3 separate regions of the Mus musculus genome follow, and regions 1 and 2 are each linked to region 3. A link is a contact called in public HiChIP or PLAC-seq and promoter capture Hi-C data. All regions are on one chromosome and are shown on one strand. Each heading gives the region's core, a stretch centred on a gene start, on an enhancer-like site or on the middle of the called end of the contact. The rest is flanking DNA. Distances are from core to core; before and after follow the strand shown.

Evidence for each region. Promoter capture Hi-C pulls out the DNA fragments that hold promoters and counts their contacts. HiChIP or PLAC-seq counts read pairs in DNA pulled down with a chosen protein or histone mark.
Region 1: a promoter capture Hi-C map of hippocampal neurons shows a contact between it and region 3, with 20 times the contacts expected there. The contact joins the enhancer-like site here to the promoter of Shroom1 in region 3. A contact is called at or near these places in 17 of 39 promoter capture datasets (the 3T3-L1 cell line, 3T3-L1-derived adipocytes, the C10 cell line and 12 more), 18 of 484 Hi-C or Micro-C datasets (the N1E-115 cell line, cardiomyocytes, cerebellum and 9 more) and 5 of 115 datasets of contacts at active chromatin or transcription factors (the NIH/3T3 cell line, astrocytes, embryonic forebrain and 2 more).
Region 2: an H3K4me3 HiChIP or PLAC-seq map of embryonic forebrain shows a contact between it and region 3, with 7 times the contacts expected there. The contact joins the promoter of 9530068E07Rik here to the promoter of Shroom1 in region 3. A contact is called at or near these places in 15 of 39 promoter capture datasets (the 3T3-L1 cell line, the C10 cell line, the HPC-7 cell line and 10 more) and 5 of 115 datasets of contacts at active chromatin or transcription factors (cardiomyocytes, embryonic forebrain, embryonic limb bud and 2 more).

What each region holds. Positions count from the first base shown.
Region 1 is chr11:52,416,375-52,420,852 of GRCm38.p6, forward strand. No RefSeq gene overlaps it. Among named protein-coding and RNA genes, the nearest start is that of 9530068E07Rik, 22 kb to the left of the region's middle. Within about 2 kb of position 2,242, at least 22 of the 459 cell types and tissues checked have an H3K27ac peak or open chromatin away from gene starts, as enhancers often do.
Region 2 is chr11:52,393,891-52,398,772 of GRCm38.p6, forward strand. It overlaps 9530068E07Rik (RIKEN cDNA 9530068E07 gene), which reads left to right and starts at 2,538. Exons shown (of 3, transcript NM_153117.2): 1 at 2,538-2,713. The coding sequence starts at 2,578.
Region 3 is chr11:53,455,882-53,460,803 of GRCm38.p6, forward strand. It overlaps Shroom1 (shroom family member 1), which reads left to right and starts at 1,324. Exons shown (of 8, transcript NM_027917.3): 1 at 1,324-1,460.

The sequences.
Region 1 (4,478 bases), core at 992-3,491, 1.0 Mb before region 3:
TCAAAAAGGTTTACAAGGTTTGTGGCATATGCCTGTAATCCTAGTCTGTGGGAAGCTGAGGCTGGAGGATTAAGAGTTGAAGGCTATCTCGGGCCACATAGTAAAATGCTGTCTCAATTATAACAAGACGAGTTTCGGGCTGGCGAGATGGCTCAGTGATTAAGAGCACTGACTGCTCTTCCAGAGGTCCTGAGTTCAATTCAACTTACAGCAATCCTCCTGTCTCAGTATGCCACGTGCTGGGATTTATAGATGCCAGTCACCTTGAGCAGCTCTTTCAGCTTCTCAGTCATGGCGTTGTCTTCAGTTTCCTGAGTCTCGATGAATGTGATCGTGCAAGGGTCCCTTGCCTGGGATAAGTTGCTTTTCTTTGCTTCTTCATGGTCCTTGTGTTGTCACAGTTTGGGTCTCGTACACTGTGGCAGTGAGGGCCTCCCGGGGCCATCCTGCTTGGAGTTTGGTGAGCTGCTGCTGCTTTGTGGGTTCATGGTTTAATTTTCCTTCTGTTGCTGCTTTTCAGAACGGGTCTCTCTGTGTAGCCCTGGCTGTTCTGAAACTTGCTATGCAGACAGGCTGAACTCAAACGCACAGAGATTTTCCTGCTGCAGATGGTTCTTTATGTTCGTAGGCCAGTTTTTAGTCAACCTTCAAATGTTCCCTTTCTCCTTTTTGCCTTTCTAGTGCTGGGTTTCCTTAATACCTATATTGGGGTGCTTATTGGTGCCCCACATGGGTCCTGTAGGCTCTGTTCATTTTGTTTTTATTTATACTTTTTCTTTTTTGGTTTGATTTTTTGAGACTGAGTTTCTCTGTGTAGCTCTGGCTTTCCTGTTACTGGATCTGGCCTCAAACTCACAGAGATCCACCTGCCTCTGCCTTCCAAGTGCTGGGATTAAAGGTGTGTGTCATGACCTCCTGGCTTACTTGTTATTTTTATTATTGTTGTTGTCCTTCTTATTATTATTAAATTTGTTTGTTGCTGGGCAGTGATGGGCTAGCCTGGTCTACAGAGCAAGTTTCAGGTCGGCCAGGGCTACACAGAGAAGCCCTGTCTCAACAAACAAACAAACAAACAAACAAACAAACAAACAAAAATTGTGTTGATTTGTATGTGTGTATATATGTATGCATGCACATAGTGTGTGTGTGTGTGTGTGTGTGTGTGTGTGTGTGTGAATGCTGCACATGTGGAGATCAGAGGCAGCTCTGTGGAGTTGGTTTTTCTCTTCCACTTCTATGTGAGTTTCAAGGACCAAACTCGGGTTCCTAGGCTTGCATGGGAAGCACCTTTAACTGTGAGCCACTGCATTGGCCCCTATTTTATAATTGTTTAGGCAGAAGGGCCACACTCCATCACAGAGATCTCTCTCCTTCTCTTTCCACTTCCTCCCTTCTCGTCATCTCCCTTCCCTTTCTTCTGTTGAAGGAGGTACCCCAGACTGGCTTTCATGTAGTCAAAGTCATCTTTGAACTTCTGACTCTCCTGCCTCTGTCTTTACCTGCCGAGTGCTGACATTACAGGCACATGCTACCCGGCCTGGTTTATGCGGTGCTGGGGATCGAACCCAAGGCTCTGTGCATAGGAGGCAAATGCTCTACCAACTATGCTACATCCCCGGCTTCCCACCAACCCCTTTTTGCTGGTTGTTTCTTGATAAAACGAACCATGTGGTTGGAATTGACAGGCCTGAGGCAGAGCTAGCTGCTCTCCCTGGTTCCTTGGCTCAGTCAGGCTACCATTGATCCACCTGAACCATTGATCCATTGAACCTCATTAGGCTGCCTGGAGCCTGTGAGTGAGCTCTTGCGGTCATACTCCAAGCAAAGGCAGTTCTCCCCCATGACCTTTGGCAGCAAGATTATTGGGTCCCCGAAGTCATTGACCTTATTGTTGACTGTCAGTTTGTCTCTCCTTATATACCTAAGTCTGTCTGTTTACAGTGAGGAAGGCGAGGCTATCCTGCCGCTTGGCTGAGGGTGGACGGGAACACAGCCTTTTCTAAGGCCTTCTGGGATGCTTTATTTCTGAGTGTCTTTAACACATAAACCAGGCTCTTGGCTTTGGGCCTGCAGGCAGAGAGCCGTGTATCAACAGTGTTCCAGAAGAAGGGGCCCACAGGGATGTCTTTGAGCTTGTTAGGGAGGTGGCTCGGCCAAGCCAAACACCAGCATAGTGCCTGGCACTGAGACACACTGTACCTACAGTGTAAGGGAAGTTTGGCATCTCCTCCAGCCCCGGGAACCATAGGCAGCGCATTAATGCCTCAGACACTTAATCATCGCACACACTGAGCCCTGCCCTGGGCTGAGCTGCAGATACAGGGCAAGAGTGAGAGCAGAGTCTTCAAGACCTAGCACTTAAGCTGACCACTGGTCACATCTTAGCTCTGAAGGAAGTCAGGAAAAGCCTCACAGTGGACCCCTTTTCTCTTTTTTAGTTTTCTATTTTGTGTGCATTGGTGTTTGGCCTGCATGTATGGGTGTGTGAGGGTGTAGGACCCCTGCAACCGGAGCTACAAACAGTTGTGAGCCACCATGTAAGTGCTGGGAGTTGAACCTAGGTCCTCCAGAAGAGCAGCCAGTGCTCTTAACCTCTGAGACATTTCTCCAGCCCCTCCTTTTCTATCTTTGAAGAACATAAGGACCGAGTTGGAAAGGGGCCGCTGCCTTGAGGGGGCCCTGGTTAGCATCACCTGTTTCTCCCAACTCTGAAAATAGTCTCTGTTAGCTCAGACCTAAGCTGGGCACTGGTGGCACAGGCAGAGAGACAGGTGAAGCTCTGAGTTCAAGGCCAGCCTGGTCTATTGAGGGAGGTCTAGGACAGCCAGAACTACACAGAGAAATCCTGTTTCAAAAAACAAAACAATCCAAAAACAAAAACAAAACAAAAAAAAAAACAAAAAAACCCCAAAACTCCAGAACAAAACGAAAAAGCCTGACCTAGCTGTGTCTCCATAGCTGAAAAGAAGAAGGAGAAGCTTGGAGCGTTGGAGACTGGTTCTCTCCCTCCTCTTCCAGAAGAGCAGCTGTGTGAGCTCGAGGGGGTGGAGCCTGCTGGAGCACTGGGTGTGGTCCTTTAGATCACACCTCTGGGTTGCTCAGGGCCCCGCCCACCCTCTCTTCACAGCCTCTCAGCATCTTCAAAATCACCCAGTCTATCTCTGGGTTTCTTTCTTTTTTTTTTTTTTTTTCTGTAAGATTTATTTCTTAATTATACATCTCCCCCACATGTAAGGATGCACGTTTACATGAATGCAGGCATGAGAAGACATTGGATCCCCTAGGGCTGGCATTGCACATGAGCCACCTGGCTTGGGCCCTGGGAACCACACTCGGATCTTCTGCCGGAGCAGTACATGCCTCTAACCACTGAGCCATCTAGACCCCAGTGGGTAGGTTTCTAAGAAGTAGAAAGGGGTAGCTCTCTTTTTTTTTTGTGTCCTGAGCCCACTCACACTGGGACAGGAAATGGCATCGGGCCTGTGGTTCTTGTGCCTTTCTTTTCTCTGAAATTTCAGTTTCTGTTGAAGGGGGCAGGGGTCTCTGAGCAGTCCTTTGCCTCAGGCTCCAGGAAACTGCTAGGTTTGCAGAAACACGTGCTTGGCTTCTTCACTGTACCTTGTACGTACACCCCTGCCTTTCTTCCCTGGTCATGGTCTTTGAGCCCTTTGACTCTGGTATAAAAAAGGAAAAGCAGGCAGAGCTGTCATCTCAGAGTTGTTTTGGCCACAGCGGTGGATAAACCGTCAGTGTGGAACACACCTTGGTCATCCCTTGCCCGGCTGCCCATCCTTGCTCTCCGTGTCTCCTGCTGTGTCACCCAGCCCTCTCCATCACTAGGGGCAGGATGGTGTTAATATACACAGTGCCGTCCATGGGTGGGCTTAGATTTATCAGAAAACAGCTATTTATTTCTAGGGAGAAAGTATCTGTAAAAGGATAACCAGGATTATTGAAGATGACAGGGGCTCATGCATTAAAATTAAAGAAAAAAATCAGGTCTGGAGATTTCATCCCCAAAGCCTCTAAGTACAAATATCTGGACCTGGTGGAGTGTTGTGATTTCAGGATAGAACGGGTAACTGAACAGAGAGACCAGCATTGGCTCTACGAAGACAGAGAAAACTTTACCCAGAGTTCCAAGAGGCCGTGACCCGGGTGACGGCTGTAAGGCAAACTTCTCTCAGCACAGTGGGCATGGGTGCTGGCTTTGGAGAAGAACAGTGTTTTATTCATTGGCTTGGTGCATAAATCAAGGGAGCTGTTTGATATTGCCCACTAAAGCTCACCGGAAGGAAAAGAATCTGAGACTTCAGAGGGGGTGGGGAGAGATGGGGCAAGGCTTGAGATTTTTCAGACGCTTCCCCAGAAAAGGGAGAAGGGGGAAGGGGCTGGGGGCAGTTCCTAAATGTCTTGGGCTGGGGGAAGGTGTCAGCCAGTACTGGCCATGTGTACCTGACGTGTTTTTACAGCCTAGA
Region 2 (4,882 bases), core at 1,288-3,787, 1.1 Mb before region 3:
GGTTCGAAACACACACACACACACACACACACACACACACACACACACACACACACACACAAAGAGTGGCCTTGGTCATGGTGTCTGTTCAAAGCAGTAAAACCCTAACTAAAATAGTCTCTAAACACTGGTATTTTCTAGACTGGCAGAAAGCAAAGCTTTGGGGTGCTTGGAGGGACTGTACCTCTGCTAATCTGGAAGGTTTGGGCACCATTCCATGTACATGGGCTTTATGGCAGACTGTGAAATGAGGTAGATGAATGGCTTCTTGGTTTGTTTAACAGAATCTGTGTGCTTTTAAGATGTCTTGGGGTCAGAGAAATTGGCTTTGGGAAAACACAAGCTGTTTCTGGGGAGGGAATTGCAGAGACAGCAGTGAAGCTGTTGGGGGCACAATAAATGCCAACTGCTCATTTTACTGAAAATTAGTGAAATGAACATATATGAATTGAAATCTATAAGAAACATTCACACAACATACTCACAGATGGAAACTGTACCAAGGCTCTAGGCAAACTTTCTAAATTCACACTTCTCTTCTTTCTTTTTCTTTCTTTCTTTCTTTCTTTCTTTCTTTCTTTCTTTCTTTCTTTCTTTTTTCCTGTGTGTGTGGGCAGGGAAAGGGGGAGAAAGCATTTCTCTGTGTACCCCTGGCTGTCCTGGCACTCACTTTGTAGACCAGGCTGCCCTTGAACTCAGATATCCACCTGCCTCTGCCTCCCAAGGTTTATATTTTAGTGTTTCATCAAATATTTAACACTTCTCCGTAGTTAAGGGTGCATCAATAAACAAAGTAAGGTCAAGTTGGCCTTGGCAGGCTTGCTTTTGTGTGTGGGGCGCTGTAAGAGAGGATAATATTTAACCGGATGATAGTGTTATAAAAGAAAAGCAAGGAAATTGGCTAGAAAGTCAGAAGGAGACACTGGCATTGAGAATAGGTTCAAATGTTCCAAAGACATACGTCTATCACTTTTTACATTTTGTAAAACAAACCTCTCAGTATACAAAAATATAACCCAGCAAGTGGGAGGTGAAGGTGAAGGAGTTCAAGGTTATCCACTGGGTAGAAAGGGATTTTGAATGCCGGTGCCTGGCAAACACAGAAGTGGATGCTCACAGTCAGCTATTGGATGGAACACAGGGCCCCCAAAGGAAGAGCTAGAGAAAGTACCCAAGGAGCTAAAGGGGTCTGCAACCCTATAGGTAGAACAACAATATGAACTAACCAGTACCCCCGGAGCTTGTGTCTCTAGCTGCATATGTAGCATAAGATGGCCTAGTCGGCTCGGCCATCATTGGGAAGAGAGGCCCCTTGGTCTTGCAAACTTTATATGCCTCAGTACAGGGGAACGCCAGGGCCAAGAAGTGGGAGTGGGTGGGTAGGGGAGTGGGGGGGGATATGGGGGACTTTTGGGATAGCATTTGAAATGTAAATGAAGAAAATACCTAATTAAAAAATAAAATTAAAAAAAAAAGGAATTTTGAGGCCAGCCTGGGCCACTTGAGATCTTGTTTCAAAACCAAAACCAAAAGGGTGCTGGAGAAATTATTCAACAGTTTAGAGCAATTGTGCTTGTAGAGGACCAGGGTGTGGTTCCCAGGAGCCACATGGGGTGGCTCATAATCACAGCAACCTCCAGCTCCAGGGGAGTAGACGCCCTCTTCTGGCACTGGAGGGCATTTGAACTTACACACAATTTTACTCTTTCTTTATTGTTTCTTTAATGCTTATTTTATCATTATTATTTTTTGAGACAGGGTTTCTCTGTGTAGCCCTGGCTGTTCTATAATCGCTTTGTAGACCAGGCTGGACTCGAATTCACTTAGATTTACCTGCTTCTGCGTCCTGAGTGCTGAAACTAAAGATATGCACTATCACACCTGGCTAGTTTTAATTCAGAAATGATTGCTTGCATATATGTTTGTGTACCCCATATGCCTAATGCCTGTGGAGATCAAAAGAGGTCTTATAGTCAGATCCCCTGGAACTGGAGTTAGAGGTGGCTGTGAGCTGTTTAATCTGAGTGCTGGGAACCAAACCCAGTCCTTTGCAAGAGTAGCAAATGCTCTCAACAGCTGAACATTCTCTCCAGCTCCATATATATATATATAATCTTTCTTAAGTGTATTAAACTTGTGTGTAGTTGTTTTACTTATGAGTTTCTGCATCAGTTATACGTCTAGTGTTTGAGGATGCCTAAAGAGGGCACCGTATACCCTGGGACAGATGGGTGTGAGTCCTCACATACAGGGGTGCTTGGAATCGAACCCAGGAGCTCTGGGGGAATCAGCCAGTGCTCTTAAGCGATGACCCCTGAAATACATCTCAAAGATGACAACGATAAACCACAGAGCAAAACAAAAAACCACCAGTTGAAAATAAATCCGTCCCATTCGCCTTTTTTTTTTTTTTTTTTTTTAAGCACCCTTTTCTACACTCCCACGCTAACCTTTCGGGTTCAGAGATGCAACGTCATCACGCCGGGACGTAGCTGCTTCGGGAGTGCGCTTCGGACGCGTATCTGACGTCACCTCGCAGAACCTAGCAACAGCGCAGGCTCGGGGGCCGAGTCCGTTATGGCCGCCTCCGCCCTGGGCAGAATGTGCGGGGCTGCACGAGAGAAGCTGTCTCCCGGGCCGGGCGCCCGGGGCCTCGGGGCTCTGGCGCGATCTCTGGTGCTGGCGTTGCTGCTCGTGCCCGTCCTGTGCTCTGGTAATGAACGCAGGGAGACGGCGAGGGACCGGGTCGGGCCCGACGGGGACGGAGCGCCGCCGACTCACGGTGGTTCCCACCGGCCGAGTTCCCGCGCCCAGGGCTGGGCCCGAGTTGGGAAGCGCTCCCAGTGCGGTCTCCCCAGGCCTGAGAAGTGGGGTTGTGAGATTCAGAGACCCGAGTAGGTGGGCGGGGACGGGAAGTCCCCGTGTCGTGGACGGAGTCTCTGAGAATACACTCCCTGGAGGAAGGGCGCTCGGTGTGGAGGGGGGAGGTCCCCAAAATGGGGAGTACAGAGATCTCGCAGACTGGATAGGAAACAGGCCGAAGAGATAGTCGGAGTTGGGGAGAGTGATGTTAAGAGAGATGCTTGAGGTTAGAGGGACAAGCAAGGCTAGGCAAGTTTTTGTTTTGTTTTCCCCTTCGAAATGGTGAGGTCAGAGATAAAGATAGGGACAGCGACCCAGTGTTGGGACTGAATTGATTGACTGTTCCAGAGTGGAAGAGGGGAGGAGCTGTTTGTGGATTCCATCTCTGAGGTCTGAGAAGTTCTGGGGCTTTTGGTGTAGAGGCAGAGTCCGGGGACGCTGACCGGCTGAGGGCCTTGGAGGAGGAGTAGAGTTTAGAAACAAAGGGAGAGAGCGTGTCTGCGGCAGATGCCCTTCCTTGAGCTGAGGTTTTACCGAACGCCCTCTCGCCTCATTTGAGAAAAACTTTCTTTTCTTGCAGATGCTATAGCATAAATCAGGATATTAAAGCCGTTCTTGAAAGTGAAATCTGTAAACCGAGGCAGAGATTTAGCAGGAGAAACTGAGCATTGTTGAGTAGTCATATTTTTCTTTCTGTCCAGCGTGCAATCATTTTCTCCCCAAGTCTTTATTGATTTTTTTTTTCAGATGAAAACTTAATGTGAACTGGGGCTGACTTCCTTCTTTGCCCAGGGAGACTCTCCAGCCAATCACCCGTCCCTTTATTACAGTGCTGGGTTGCATACATAGTTTCCTTCCTCAGCAGCACTGAAAGCAGGCAGCTGACTGCCCTAACTGGAGGGTTTTGGAGTCTGTGGGAGGAAAGACTAGGTTTTCCAAGGCTCTTATATCTTGGGTAGAATGTAATGAGGATTTCCCTGGTGGATGCAGACATAATTTTGATCTTTAATCATCTAGAGCAACAGTCTGTAACTGCATCTTTAGGAGTAATCTGACACCTGTGGCTTCTTTGGGTACTGCACCTAAGTTTGTGTCTCACACACACACACACACACACACACACACACATTCTCTCTCTTTCTCTCTAAATGTTACCTTTATTTATTTATTTGAGACACGGTTTCTCTGTGTAGCCCTGCCTGTCTTGGAACTCACTCTGTAGACAAGGCTGGCCTGGAACTCAGAAATCCACCTGCCTCCGCCTCCCAAGTGCTGAGATTAAAGGCGTGCGCCACCACTGCCCGGCTGAATGTTACCTTTAAACTAGAGGTAGTACCAGTTAGGCAAGGGGTCTGAGCAGTCTCATTGATAGATACCTTTGTGGATGAAGCTTGGCCATGAAGTCCATTAAGCACAAGCAGTCTGACATCAGCTGTTCTGAGTTCTCTTTCCATCCAGCTGGGTCAGCATCGCGTCTGTTGTTTCATGTAAAGTCCTAGCTTATTTCCCTGTGCTGGACTTGTGTGTTCCTTCTAATTTTTTTTTTTTGACTTCCTTGGTGCTGGGTGTGGGCATTCATCAATGAAGAGGGATTCTGCCCAGCTGGGTCTCAGGGCCGAGCCCTTGAGGAAGTACAGTAGGTGCTGAGATGCTCTCTGGGGTGCAGTGCGCATCGCGATGGGATGAGGTTGGGTTGAGTGCATTTACTGCTCATTCACTCAATGTTGTGACTTTTTAAGTAGACAGTATGGGTCATTAGGAGATTAGGAAGTGGCCAAAGGTTGTTGACTTTGTAAAAAAAAATACATCTTTCTTTACATTTATTTAGTGTGTGTATAGGTATAGGACATTGGACAGTGGACAGCTTTTGGTTGGGAGTCAGTTCTTGCTTTCCACCATGTTGAGTTTCAAAGTACAAACTTCCTTATTTGCTGAGCTACCTCTCTGTCCCTCAGATAGGACCTTGTAGACAGTTGTTTGTTTGTTTGTTTTGTTTTAAAGTGTACCTGTGCAGTGGGGA
Region 3 (4,922 bases), core at 74-2,573:
ACGAATGGGCAGTGGGGCAGTGGGCAAAGTGCTTGCCACTCAAACATGAGGAGCTGAGCTTGGGTCTGCAGTAGCTAAGGGAAAAGCTAGGTGCCACAGCTTACATTGTTACCCAGTGCAGGGGACATGTGGTGTGTGTGTGTGTGTGTGTGTGTGTGTGTGTGTGTGTGTGTGTGTGTGTGTAGGCAGACTCATGGAGTTGGCTGGCCAGCTAGTCTAGCCAAATTGATGACTTCTGTGTGAGACCTTGTTTCAAAAAATAAGGTGTAGAAATGATAGAATAAAATACCCAATAGTATCTGGGCAGTGTTGGCGCACACCTTTGATCCCAACACTTGGGAGGCAGAGACAGGCGGATTTCTGAGTTTGAGGCCAGCCTGGTCTACAAAGTAAGTTCCAGGATAGCCAGGGCTATACAGAGAAACCCTGTCTTGAAAAATCAAAAACGGAAAAAAAAAAAAAAAAGAAAAAGAAAAGAAAAGACCCAATCTCGAGAGGTACACATGCATACACCACACACACAGAGAATGAGGACCAGGTGGCACCGGTCATCTGAGCTGAAAAAAAGACTCCAGCACTCAGGATGTACAGACGGGAGTTTAGGAGTTCAAAGTCTTTACCAAAAGGTGAAGACCCCACTCCTAGTAGCAGATTCGAGCACATAAGTTCAGGGCTCCGTTCGGTGTGGGTCTGGTGGAGGGAGCTATGGGAAGCGAGGAGACAAAGACAGGAGAGGAGAGCCTGTGGAAAGAGTCCAGTAGGTGGCATGGTTTTGGAAATGTGGGTCTGAAGAGCAGAGTTGATCAGGTAGCCAGCCATCTAAAGCACACTCAGAGGGAGAGAGAGCATGAGGCAGGAACTCCAGGCACATCTGTTTTCATCGTGGAGTTTAAGAGAACCGGCCGGGAGAGATGGTCCAGTGGATAAATGTTCATGTCACCAAACCAGATCTTCACAGTTGGAATCTAGTACTCCACAGGGTGGAAGAAAAGTACCGACTTCTCCACAAGGGAGCTTCCCCCATTACTTACTTCCCAAATTATTAAGTAAATAAATAAATGTAATTTTTTTAAAGGTTAAAAGAAGAAGAAGAAAGGAAGGTGAGCCTTTGTTGCCTCCGGGAGGGTTTGACCTCCGCACTGAGGAGCCTGCTGGTCCATAAGTCTTGCCTGCGGATCCGGCAGTGCTTGGAGGATTTCGATCGCCCTCCGGCTCGAGTTCTCTGCGGTGGTTAGAGGTCCAGGGCCGGGGACTAGGGCCACGTACAGAATCGCAAGAGGAAGGGGCGCGGCTCCCGCAGCCCTGCCGCCACTCCAGACTCCGGCCCCTCCTCGGCCGGAGGTGGCGCCTCCCCTGCTGCGGCCGGAGACTGGAGGTGGCGTCGGGAGCTGGAGCCCAGGGCTCGGATGTCACTGAGGGATCGCCGGCGCCCTGAAGTGCGTCTCGGGCTGGAGCCACAGGTACGCAGCGGGACCGGGTGAGGGGACACACAGCGCGTGGTCCACAGATCTGCTTCCCAAAAGGGAGACAAGGACGGGAGGGTCGGGGCGGCGACAGCGGTGGCCGCGAAGCAGCCTGACTGACCGTCATTCTGTCTGGACCTTCCGACCCGGAGTCCAGACCGGCCGCGCCAGTGGAATCGGGCCCCTGCGCACCTTTACTCTCGGCCAGGCCTGGCAGGGGACAGAGCTGTCCAGGTGGCCCAGCTGTTGCAGGGACGCAATGTACACAGTGGCGTCCGTCTCAGGACCCTCTGTTCTTGAGCTTCGATTGCTGGAGAATCCGGGTCCCTCCCAATCCCCCGATCTTCCCGGACCGTGAACCCCACTGAAAAGGCCTAGAAATGCACTGATCAGAGGCCACCCGCTCTCCTAGTGTTCCAAGCGCCTCTTTCCTCACCTCTTTGTGTGGTTCTGCTGCCCCTTGTGGTCCCCAGGGCTTAGCTTTTGCCCTGGGGTATGTGCTGTACCCATGGCAGTGACCATCTTTACCTAGGTGTCATTCACCCTCTGCTTTTTCTACACCTCCTGGAACCTGCGTCTCACAGAGTCTGCCCAAGACCAGCAGAGACTGTATAACCAGCTACTATGTTGTAAAATAGATGTCTCACAGGGGTGCAATGTCACCCATAGCTTTGGAGACTAGAAAAGAGAACCAAGGAGTTTGCCTGAAAGCTCACCCATCAGACCTAGCCTGGAATGCTAGGATTTAAGATCTGAGCATTGAACCCTGAACCTCTGACTCTAAGGAGAGTCAGGGAGTGCAGTTAACAGCCCTCCAGGTACTGAGGGAAGGCTGGAGGCAAGGAAAGGCCTGCACAGGTCCTCACAGGAAGACAGATGGGAGGTGGCCCTTGAGAGGACTGTTTCATTCCCGATTAGCTCGGAGCTTGACTTTTCTCCAGTGCCTCTCCTGTTCCCTGACCTGGACTTACATGTGTTGCCTTGGTCTGGTTTTGCCCACTGAAAATTGTCTTTATCAAATTTCCCAACAAACCTTGCCTGAAGTCCCACGTCTGGTTGCTTGCCTGGGTCCACCTTCACTCGAGATTCAGCCCCCAGTGCCAGCTTCATCCTTCAGGTCTGGTGTTTCCACCCTCAAGAGCCCTAGTTCTGAGCCCCGAGCCCCCTTATTCCTTTGTCAGGTAACAAGTACCTTCCTCCACAGCCAGGATCCCAGCCTATTTTTCTAGCAGACTCTACTGCAATCCCCGCTCCGGGGACAAATGTCAAAATTCTGTGTTGTTTGTCCTGAGGCTCCAAGGCCCTGGTGGCACAGCAAGCCCTACAAAGGGCACAATATGGGAATCCTGCATGGACAGAGACCCCATGTAATAGCACCCCTTAGATAAGTTAGGGGCAATAAGAAAACAGATATATGTACGTGTTTAATGGCTCATTATAAATTGGCGTTTTCATTAATGACTTTAATGTGTGTGTGTGTTAGTATAAGCATGAGTGTCACAGCGTGTTATGGACATCAGAGGGGAACTTTCAGGAGTCCATTGTCACCTTCCACATGGTGAATGTCTTAGTTAGGGTTTTACTGCTGTGAACAGACACCGTGACCAAGGCAACTCTTATAAGGACAACATTTAATTGGGGCTGGGTTACAGGTTCAGAGGTTCTGTCCATTATCACCAAGGCAGGAACATGGCAGCATCCAGGCAGGCATGGTGAAGGAGGAGCTGAGAGTTCTACATCTTCACTTGAAGGCTGCTAGCAGAATACTGACTCCCAGGCAGCTAGGCTGAGGGTCTTATTGCCCACACCCACAGTGACACGCCCACTCCAACAAGGCCACACCTACACCAGCAGGGCCACACCTACTCCAGCAGGGCCATGCCTACTCTTCTGATAGCCACTCCCTGGGCCAAGCATATTCACAATGCGTCAAGGTCTCTCTTGTTTCCGCTGCTAGGAAGTATATTTGAGGTATCTGGTCCTCAAGCTTCCAGCTGACTCTCTTGTTTCTACCTCCCATCTCACTGTAGGTAGGCTGAGATTACTGATGTGACGACAGCATCTGACTTTTGAAAAGCATGTATTCTATTTTATGTCAATCACATACAATAGCCTTCGGAGGGTGTTGGATCATTTGGAACTAGAGTCGCACGCAGTTGGTTATGAGCTGTGTGGATGCTGGGAACCAAAGTTAGGTGCATGGTAAGAGTAGTCAGTGCTCTTAACTGCTGGGCCATCGTAGGTCCAGCCCCTGAATCTGACTTCGTATATGGATCCTGGAGATCATACTCAAGTTGTCGGGCCTGTGCAGTGGACAGCCCTGCCCAGTGAGTCACCTTTCTGTCTCTTAAGCTGTTTTTGCTTTTAAGGTTTATTTTTATGTTTTTTAAAAAAATTTTTATGTGTATGGGTGTGTTTTGCCTTCATGTATGTGTGTACCACGCGCATGTCAAGTGCCCTTGGAAGACAGAAGAAGGCATGGGATCCCCTGGAACTCAAGTTACAGATATTTGTCAGATGGGGATTGACAGATGTGGATGCTGGGGAGCCAGATTTGGGTCCCATGCAAAAGCAGCAAGTTCGGATTCTGTTTGTTTGCTTGTTTGATTTTTGAGACAGGCCTTGGCTGGAACTTGCTATGTGGACCAGGCTGACCTCAAATTCATAGAACTCCTCCTGCCCCTGTTCTCCAAGTGCTGGGATTAAAAGTGTGTACCATCATATCTATCATAGCAAGTGCTCTTGGCACATCTCTCCAGCCATCTTAAGCAGATTTTATCTGGTCATTCATGCCTTGGTCATGCTGGACACAGAAACTCACTAATATAGATTTTCATGATTTATTTTTTTTAATATTTTTCTTATTTATTTGTGGGTGTAGAAAAGAGAGAGAGAGAGAGAGAGAGAGAGAGAGAGAGAGAGAGAGAGAGAGAGAAGACACTCATGACTCAGAGCCAGTGAACATGTTGGATTGGTTCTTCCTCTCCTATGGTCTCCAGGATCAGACTCACGTTGAGTCTTGGCAGCCATTTTACCCACTGAGTCATGTCTCCAGCCTCAAAGCCTCCTTTGAGGACATATCTTTGTACTTCATCACCTCTACTTTTCTGGCATGCCAACGTGGCCAGGCACGAATGACATATGCCAGCCCATGATCTGGGTTTACAAAGATTAGGAAGAGAGGAGTTGGAGAGCTGGCTGAGTTAGTAAGTCACCTGCTGTATGAACATGCAGACCTAACCTTGACTCCCCTGCACCCAAGTGAAGAGTAGGGTGCTGTTGCTGGGTAGGGGGGAGGAGAAGAGACAGGGGAATTCTTGAAACTCATTGGCCAGTTAGCCTAGCTAAATGATGTTCAGTAAAAGAGCCTGTCTCAGCCAGGCAGTGGTGGCACACACCTTTAACGAGGCCAGCCTGGCCTACAGAGTGAGTTCTAGGACAGCCAGGGCAACACAGAGA